3 separate regions of the Gossypium hirsutum genome follow, and all the other regions are linked to region 2. Evidence: chromatin contacts called from public Hi-C data. All regions are on one chromosome and are shown on one strand. Each heading gives the region's core, a stretch centred on a gene start, on an enhancer-like site or on the middle of the called end of the contact. The rest is flanking DNA. Distances are from core to core; before and after follow the strand shown.

The links. Hi-C and Micro-C count contacts between places; a contact is called where the count stands out from the background.
Region 1: a contact with region 2 is called in a Hi-C map of leaf, with 3 times the contacts expected there. The contact joins the promoter of LOC107896575 here to the promoter of LOC107894905 in region 2. A contact is called at or near these places in 8 of 34 Hi-C or Micro-C datasets (callus, fibers, hypocotyl and 1 more).
Region 3: a contact with region 2 is called in a Hi-C map of leaf, with 1.6 times the contacts expected there. The contact joins the enhancer-like site here to the promoter of LOC107894905 in region 2. A contact is called at or near these places in 2 of 34 Hi-C or Micro-C datasets (both in leaf).

Annotation. Positions count from the first base shown.
Region 1 is chrA13:31,997,351-32,000,779 of Gossypium_hirsutum_v2.1, reverse strand. LOC107896575 reads right to left here and starts at 1,274. Exons shown (of 6, transcript XM_041085034.1): 1 at 1,161-1,274; 2 at 829-943; 3 at 655-727. The coding sequence starts at 924.
Region 2 is chrA13:31,541,060-31,544,207 of Gossypium_hirsutum_v2.1, reverse strand. It overlaps LOC107894905 (erlin-2-B), which reads left to right and starts at 1,825. Exons shown (of 9, transcript XM_041084858.1): 1 at 1,825-2,046; 2 at 2,551-2,671. The coding sequence starts at 1,933. LOC107894904 (a long non-coding RNA gene) reads left to right here. Exons shown (of 2, transcript XR_001683315.2): 2 at 220-589.
Region 3 is chrA13:31,958,923-31,962,215 of Gossypium_hirsutum_v2.1, reverse strand. No RefSeq gene overlaps it. Among protein-coding and RNA genes, the nearest start is that of LOC107896575, 39 kb to the left of the region's middle. Within about 2 kb of position 1,620, at least 4 of the 9 cell types and tissues checked have an H3K27ac peak or open chromatin away from gene starts, as enhancers often do. A contact at or near this core is called in leaf, where this site is marked.

The DNA.
Region 1 (3,429 bases), core at 25-2,524, 460 kb before region 2:
AGCTTAACATTGGCCTATAAACAATATACATGAAGCACCATTTTTTTTTTTGAAGTTACAATTTACAAGTATATCAACAGTTTCCATCGAAATCAATCATTACAAGCACTGAACTGAACAATTAAGTCAACAATCAAACTAACTTGCGCATACATGATTTACACATGAGGGACTTCAACTTGGAATCTAAAAGTTCCTAATGCCTCAACCTTGCCATTAAGCCAATGTCTCATTGACATAAAAAACACCATTAGGTTCTAAAACTACCAGATCAAATACAGAATCAAGTCAACTAGAAATAAAAAGCTGACCTTTTTACTGCAATTACCAGCTAAACACATATTCATTAAAGGTTTTTGCTGAAAGTATTGCTTAACCATTTTTCACCACAGCAATAAGAAAATCAAAGGAATCAACATTTGAATTGATCACATCACTAGCATGTTAAAAAGTACTTCACAAACTGAATCATAAATACAAATTTCCAATAAAACTTTACAATTAGAATCCAGAAAAAGAAATTTCAATTCATTTTTTTTCTAGATAACTCCTAAGAATCAATATTTAAACTGAAATACAAAAGCACTTCTCCCTATAATAAAACAATTAACAAATTTTTTAAAAAAAAAAAAGAAGAAGAAGCGATGAACGTGCCTCGTAATTTGACGGGAGGATAAATTTCAAGTGCTTCCAATAGCCTGAGTTCCAATTCCACCTCCTGTTGCTCCTAATAAATCAACAGATAAATATAAAATTTAAATAAAAATCAACAAAAAAAGTGATTATTAATTGCATAAAACGGAGAAAAAACTAAACGGCGAGAGAAACCTTAGGAAGAGAAGAAGCGGAGGACGGCGGAGCTTTGCAAGGGGAATGTACGGAAACGCCATCTTGTTCCTCTTCTTTTTCTCTTCCACCTTCCATCCCCTCTTTAATTACTTTTCTGCAGTCGTAAAAACAAACACTAGTAGGTGAAATTACTTGTACTATCTTTCAGATTAAACTACAAAATTTGAACTAATAATATTTTTTCCCCTTTCTTGGGCTGGATCCGAAATATACTTCCCATTCCAAGTTTTGTTTTTGTTTGTGCCACGATTGGTACGGCCCATTATTTTGGCAGATTTCATGGGGAAATAAGAGACCTTGGGCTTCCTTACCTCAAAATTTGGAATACCTTAGTAATTCGTCAAAATTTCATCAACACACCTCTGCAATTACAAGTAATAGCAAGTTTTGATGAAAAGTGTTAACTATATCAATGCCTCCACTACAATTTTTGAATAAAAAAAAATTCTTTACCTTAAATTTTACTGCTCAATTCTAATTTTGATTATTTGAAAAATCTTTTTAATTTTTATATTTAAAAAATATTAAAAAATTAACTGAAAATTTTGTATTTAATGAAATAAATACTTGAAGAATAAAAATATATAAAATAAGTTTTTTAGAAAATAATAATTTTTATTTAGTATTGTATTTATTTTACTTATTATTGTTAAATATTAAAATAAGATATAAAAATATTTTCATTAAATTTTGTCTTCAAATTATTCTAAATTAAAATTAACTAGTAAAGTTTAATAAAAACCAAAATTTAATGGTAAAATTCGAGTAAAATGAAAAAATTCGATACACAATTAAAGCATAGTAGTAAATTTAATTCATAAATATAATGAAAAATATCAATAAAAATAAAATTACAGATTAATTCAATAATCTAGTTTTTCTTTTTCAAGTATATTTGAGGAGTTAATTCTTTATATTTTATTCATATAAATGTGTCCAGCAAAAAATGCTTTAGAAAATAAGATAATGGATAATATTATGATAAATAATTGTGATTAATTTTTTTTTTATGCATTTGAGATTTCCCTTTTTGGCATTCTCTCAAAAAATAGAAACCCTAAAAACCTCACAAACAGGAACATGTGAGTTTAGCATAATTATAATGGTGGAGATATGATGTTATAATTGTAATTTCGTAGTATTATTCTTTTCATTAACCATGTTTATAATCAATAATATTCGTTATCTGAAAACATTGTTGAAGAAGAGAAGGCATATTTTAGTTGGTACGTTCCTACCTAAATAAGGAAAAGTTGGGAATCATTAGTTATAAGAATATCACCACCATGGTTTCATTGTCTCTTCACACTTGCACGTGATTTCATATATTGCAACATCTAAATTTTATTATTAATCTCTATACTACCAATTTAATTTTTATATTTTTTTAAATTTCAAATTTTTAGTTTTAATCAAAATGATAATTATTAATTTTATGAAGTTTAATTGTTTTTAAAACTTAATGCGCATGGACAAAAGTTTGCTCACACGCTTTGTTCACAGTAGCAAGTCTTTTGTTCCTTTGTTTTGTCGGTTTCTTTTGATTTCTTCATTTTTTATGCCACCTTTGCCTTTTGTTATTTTTGCTTTCGAAAATGGAAAAAAATAAAAAAAAAACCTTGCTAAGTTGAGTATAGAAGATGTTAAAGAAGAGATTTGGCAATTTTCTGATGGATTTGAGTTGTAGAAAAAAGGCTTATAAATTCAGTCTTGTTGGATGTTTTATTACGGCAAGTGTGATACACTTTTCTGCAATGAGAAACACTTCGACAAATCTCTGGCATCCATCGAGGGAAGTTCAAAATTCAGATTTGGGTGAGAACCATTTTTTATTCAAATTCTTTCATGCACTTGATATTGACAGAGTGATCAATGGCGCCATGTGGACGTTCAATAATTACCTTTTGGTGTTTTATCGTTTAAAGGAGGATGAAGATCCGATGCAAGTTTCTTTGGTTTTCTTGTATTTTTGGGTACAAACACATGATTTACCCCCTGGTTTATTTTCTAAAAATGTTGCTAGATAGTTCAGAAATTTCATTGGAAATTTTGTGGAATATGATTCTAAACAGCAAAACCGTAGGTATACAAATTTTATGAGGATTAGAGTTCAAGTAGATGTTCTTGTTCCATTAAAGAGACGAAAGAAAATAAAGATTTCTCAATCGAGTTTTGTTTATGCGAATTGTAACAGCCCGATTTCGGGCTTAGTTGGAACAGTGGTTTTGAGACCACTAATCTGAAGTCAGAGAAAGTATTTTATTATTATTTTAGAGTTATAACATGTTTATATTAGTGCATGAAAAATTTGGTGAAGTAATTTTAGCGTTTGTGATCTTAATTGCGAAAAAAGACTAAACCGCATAAAGTGCAAAAGTCCTATTTAGATAGCTAAAAGTGTCAAATAGTCATGGAACATTAAATTAGAGGTCTTTATTGAGCAAATAGACCAATATTATATTTATAACAGGCTGATTTGGGGCTAGTCGAAAAAGTAGTTTCGAAATCACTAACCCGAAGTCGAGGAAATTATTTTAAATATTATTTTAAGCATTGTAGCAAGATTAGATAAGTGCATGA
Region 2 (3,148 bases), core at 576-3,075:
TGAAATCACCTTGGATTATTAGGTTTCGATTCTTTGCTTGGACTGTTTTTTTGCCTTTTGATATTACTGTGGTCTCTGTTCTTGCTATTGTTTAAAATCAAAAATTGCTTTTTATTTTTCACCAAAAAAATCCCCATGTACAATGGTTATTGTTTGGCTCTTTATAGCCCTATTTCTCTACAACTTGCTTCTCAATTAATTACTCTGTTCTTCTTGCAGGTAAACGGGCAGTGAGGGGACAGTGGCGGTGGACATGACCCTTGGCGGTGGCCAGGCTGCGGTGCAGAGGTGTCAAAAGGCTAGGGTTTTCTTTCTGATTTTAAGTTGTATTTGGGCTTGTAGTTTTAGTGGATATTGGGCTCGTTTGGGGTTTGGGTAGGTTTTGTTAGGTTTTAGGCTTAGTGGGTTTAGGGGTTTTGGGCCCAAAATTGGGCTTGTACAACCATACTAAGTTCAATTCTCAGGAAAGATTAGAAACGTCACAGATGGTCCCGCTTAAAACCTAATCTCCTAGACAAAATTTCCTTCTCGTGTAATTTCACAAAACACGAAAATTTATAGAATAGAAAGATGAGAGTTGTTTTTCTCACTGTTTTTCTCTTATTCTGTTCTGTGAAAATTAAGGAAAATAACCTCCTATTTATATGGTTTTTTGAAGGGTAAAATGATAAAATAGCATTGTCATTTTTCAAAAATAACAGAGAATTTTCTTCAACCAAAAATATTTTAAAAATATTTTCTACAACCGTTAAAATATTTTTTACAACTGAAAATATTCTTTTAAATTACCAACAAATAAAATTTAGAATGTAAGTTGCAATATTGCTTTTATTCTTTCTTAATGTAAATAAAAAGGATATTGATAATCTTTTTATTTAAACATATCTATAAATTTATGACTTAAAAATGACTAATTTTAACCCAAAGTCTAAATTATTTTAGTTGTGGATATAATTTTCACCTATTTTTAATATAAAAATAATAATAAAAGTAAAAGGGGCAATTTCCTTGAATTGCATTATCCATTGATTTATATTTCTAGCAAATTCTTGGTCTTATTTTTTTTTTTCTTTCTCTTAAGTGAAAATTAAAACTTCAAGTCAACAAACAAACAAGTCGACTATTGTTTTTTCTTCTTTTCGTTTTCTTTTTTTCTAAAATGCTATTTCTATGCAGCGAACGTGCAATTTCTTAGATTTAGGGTTAGTAGATGCATCTTATTTTAATTTAAGCATAATATCAAATTTAACTTAATATTTATTATTTTATTAGTTTATTCCTAATTCTCTTTTTATCACTTTGATCTTTAATCTTTTTTAAATAATAATATTGATTAAACTATTAGAAGTTAATGGTATTGACAGTGACAGCCCAACCCAAGTGGTAATCTTCATGTATCTCATAAAAATCCAAAAAGGTATTCACATAAAAAAATAATGTGCAAAAGGAATACCATGCAGATTGTCACGTCAATATTGTTCAAATTTTAACAGTTTAATAAGTTTTTTCGTAAAAGACAATTTGATTGAACTTTAAAAGTTGAAGATCAAGTCTTGACTTGAATGAAATAATGGTTAAAACTCTTGTTAAACATCGGTTTGACACGGGTTCAAACTGTGTTACTCTCATCTCCTAACTCTGATACTATATATAAAAAGAATTGAGGATGAAAGTAAAAAACGAATTAAAACAAAAATATTAATATATATATTAAGGTTAAATTTATCATAATAATAAATATATTTGCCAAGTTAATTAGGTGAAGAACTTTCCTATAAATTTAATTGAAAATGAATCAAAATTATATCAAATTTGTCGCCGCCATTAATCCAATGCTCTTTAAAGCTTCGAGTCTAAATCTTTGTGCTCAAGATTTCGCAGCTTCCCCTAAAGAAAAATAGAGAAAACAAAATACTGCTATGTTCAACAGCCATGGATCCTCCACAAGATAGTGCAGCACCACCGTCTCCCCCGGCTCAAAGCGGCGGTTCTTTCGGAATCCCCGCAATGCTTGTCTTTGCTTCCATAGTTATCATCGCCTCCCCGGTAAGTGCCTTCATTCTTCGTTTTCACACGTAAATGCTAAGGAATTGCAACATAATCTGAACATATATCTAATATGGGTTGGGTTTAGAATGGTATTGAAAAGAAAAAATTCAATTACTATACGATATTTTGATTTTTTTTCAAAAATTAAATTGTAATCGAAGATAAAAGAACCAAATTAAATTTATTGGCTCGGATCGGTTCAATTTATTAGTTTTTATATTTTCTTTAAAAAAAATATTTTATATAGTAGTTTAATTTTGTTTTCACTAATTTCAATATTAATTATTTGTTTTTATATTATAAAAAAATAATTATAAATAGAATTTGATTTGATTTCCTCCTCACCATCCTAAATATCCTTATCAACAAAATTTATTGATAATTGAGTCACTATGAGTATGGTTTAGTTTTTATTTTTTTTGTATTAATACGTTTGCATGATTCTTTGTTAAAATTTAAAACCCTAATTTTAGCACCCAAATTCATGATTGGAATTTTCAGGCAATGGTGCCATCATGTTGGTATACTAGAAACAGCTTATCCATTTTGCATCAAGTCCCTGAAGGCCATGTTGGTGTTTATTGGAAGGGTGGGGCTCTTCTAAAAACAATAACCGAGCCAGGTTAGTACCTGCACTTTAATTTGTCACATTATAATTTTTTTTTATTAATATGGACCATCAGTCTAAATTATTAACATAACAAATAATTAGTATTAATATTAGGAATTTTATTACATAAAATTATTTCTAACACTAATTTAATCAATAATATTATTCATATATACATAAATATATACAAATTTAGAATATAAATATACTTATAAAAATTTCAAATGAAAATTAAAAATTATTTTAGTTCAAATGGTAAATGAAAAAATTTTATATGTATGGTGTTCTAGGTTTAAATCTCATTATGAATTTTTTTATTGATTTATAAAAATATAAAAGACAACTAACTTACTTTGTAAATAATTTTTTTTTATAATTTTTTAACTGAGTTAAAATATGATTGATGGTGACACTAAATGAGTAATAAGAAAAATAGCATAGGATGAAAGCAGTTTAAGAATAATTGTGGTTACCGGACCATATTAGGCT
Region 3 (3,293 bases), core at 371-2,870, 420 kb before region 2:
AAAAACCAGCTTTGAGGGACCCTTCAATGGCATTTTTGGATGGAAATTTATAAAGAATTGTCTAGATTTCTCTTAAACTTCATTTGTATCTACTTTAATTTTATTTATTTCCCATTTTGCCCCTTAATCATATAATTTCTTTTTTTTCTTCTGCTTATGCCGTTTCAGCCTATACAATTTAGGCTCAATTGCCCTTTAAGTCCTCCCATATTTATCACTTGAGTAGTTTAATCATTTTAGCAAGTTTTGCACATTTTTCAATTTAGTCATTTTTATTTAATTAAATGTCAAAACGTTAAAATTTTCTAACGAATCTTTAATACCAACTCAATGATACTCCATAAATATTTCTAAAAATATTTATAGCTTGGTTTATGAAATCGAGGTCTCGATACCTTGTGTTTTAGAGTAATTAACCTAATAATTCTTTTAAATCACAATTTCACTAATTCAATAATATTTCTAAAATCACACCTGACTCATAATTATTAAATAATAATAAAATTTTCAAACTCACTCGTCGAATTTAGTGATCTTAAATTACTATTTCTAACACTACTAAAAATTAAGCTGTTACATCAACTCCCTACTTTTGTTTATTTTTATTTTTTGTTGTGAACTGTTTTTTAATTATTTTAATAAAATTCAACTATTATCTTCAAAAAAAAAAAAGAACTTAATGCTCCAAATAATTATCACTTCTATAATATTATGTCAATTTATTACTTTCATACAATGCTCACAAAAAAGTAATTAATAATTTTAATGATTGTCATTTGAGTCATGATTGAAATTTTAAAATTTTAAAAAGCATGGAGCCTAAAAAATAGTTAAACTAAAAAATATGAATTAAATTCATGACTTAGGCATAATATAAAACTAATAGAAAAATTTAACTAAATAAATTTAATTGAAATTTTAAAATTTAAAAAATATAAAAAATAAGTGTGACTAATTGAAGTAAAATTGCAATTTATCTATTATACATAATCTAATAGAAGATTTTAACTTGTAAATAACAATGTCCAAATTGTTTGGTACCACTGATCATGAATTTGACCTGTAAAAGCATTAATATATCTGGCTTTTCTTGTTAGCATGAGTGACTCTAGGATGTTTATCCAAATTCTTTTCTTATGACTTTAAATACGGATATTTTAAATAGATGAATCAGTCAGGTCATTATTTTATTAGTATGATTAGTTCGATTAATTCAATTAAATTATTTTATTGGTATTGAATCAGTTAGTTTTTTCTTTGACATTTCAAAATTTTCCATAATGAAAGTACTTATATTTGTTTAAAAACATATTTTTTTTTCTAAATTAAACATTTTGTAATAGCAACATGGCACATTGTCCCTCCTGTCACAAAGGGCAAATCTTGTCGATGAACTTTGCCATTGGAACAAAAACCAGCTGGCCATGTATATGCTGCAAGGAACAAAAACAAAAACAAAACAAACCCAAATTTAACCCAATTAGTTAGCAATAATAGTGTTACTTTTAGAAGGCAATATTTAACAAACCCCTTTTTGTATAAAAATAAAAACCCCATGAGAGAGAAGAAAGAAGGCATCTTTTGGGTATAGGCTGAAAAGTGTCTAACAAGGAGGTGGTCCAATTATTTTTTGTTTATAAGGGTAAGGAATTTCAACCCCCCAATCAACACCTTTAGAGACCCCATCAAAATAAAAAATCAACCACTCATTTTCAAACTAATACTTCCTTCCATTTCCTTTTCCGACCTAACCTTGTTTTTTTTTTTCTCTTATATAGTACTAATGTTACATATATTAACTTAAGATTTATTCATTACTTCATATAATCTTTTCTCGTTTTAAATTTTTATTTTTTTTATTTTTTAGATTTCAATTAAATTTAGAATCCAGTTGAATAAAATTTTTAATAGTAGACTAGTTATCACAATGTTACTTTTTTTTTCTTTCACAAAATTTGAAATTAAAAATTTTATACAAAAAAATTGAGCTCCTTATCACTAGACCCAACAAGTAAACTTTTAATAAAATTTAAAATTGAATTTAAGCATTGACAACCCATTTTCTACCATCTGATTTTTTTTTAATAACCCAACTAGCTTTATTCGGTATGAAGAATAATTTTTTTTTTTCCTTTTTACATGTATCTTAAGAAAATTTTTTATGGCCTGATATAAAGTACTACATGATTAACTATTTTGGGTGTTTATTTTTGCTATTCTAACTTTCATCTAATTTAGGTGAATGATATTTTTTCTTTGAATTATAGTGAATGATGATATTAGTGTTCAAGTCTTAGGATCTTTATGGATCCCGATTCCCATGGGTGCTATGATGGGTAAGATCTTCACAATTTTTTTACAGAAGATTTTTCCCTAATCTCATCCCACCTCTAATGAAGAAGCCTTTGGCAATTTCACCTGTTCCAAATAATGCATTGACATTGTTGGTGCATAAGCTGCAATGTATCACAGTACATGAGAATTGATGTTGGCACTTTCTATACCACACCTATAGCCAGATTGTAATATCTGATTGAAAGTTTTTTTTTTTATTACGAATATATTTGGCTTTTATTCAAATTTTATTAAGTTAAATCGATAATATAATTTATTGATAATATTCAATAGAGGTGTTAATAGATTGGGTTAGGTTTGGTTAGATTTAAATATGATATTAGTATATTTTATACTTGTTCAAGTTGGGTTGATTCAAAATATGATCCTAAAATTTTGCTTAAGTCCATCGAGCCCATTTTAAGCTCACCCAATTTTACTTTTTGAAAATTTTAAAAATATATATTATTTTTAATTAAATATTTAATAATTTTATTGTTTTTCATTTATTAAAATTTTATATATAGACATCTTTTGCATTTTTTAAATATTTACATTATAATTTTATATATTATTATTAATTTAATTTTCATGTGTTATAAATTATATAATAAATAAAAATAACATAATATAATATATTATAAATATTGAAAATGAGCTAAACTGGGCCAGGCTCAGGCCTTAAATGTTTGAGCCCAAGCCCAACCCATATTTTATATGAGTCTAATTTTTATTTTTTTTGTCTAAGCTCATTTTTTTAGCCTGATATTTTTATCCAAACCCTTCCAAATTTTAAGTAGGACTTTGGGTTTAGGCAAGTAACTTGGCCATGAACAAATTTAGTCCTCAAAAATATTTTGGCCATTTAGTCCTCAAATTAGATAAGTGAATATTTGAGATTAATAGGTGATAAATTTCTAGTTAATAATATAAAAATAAGGTGAGATAAGAATAAACAA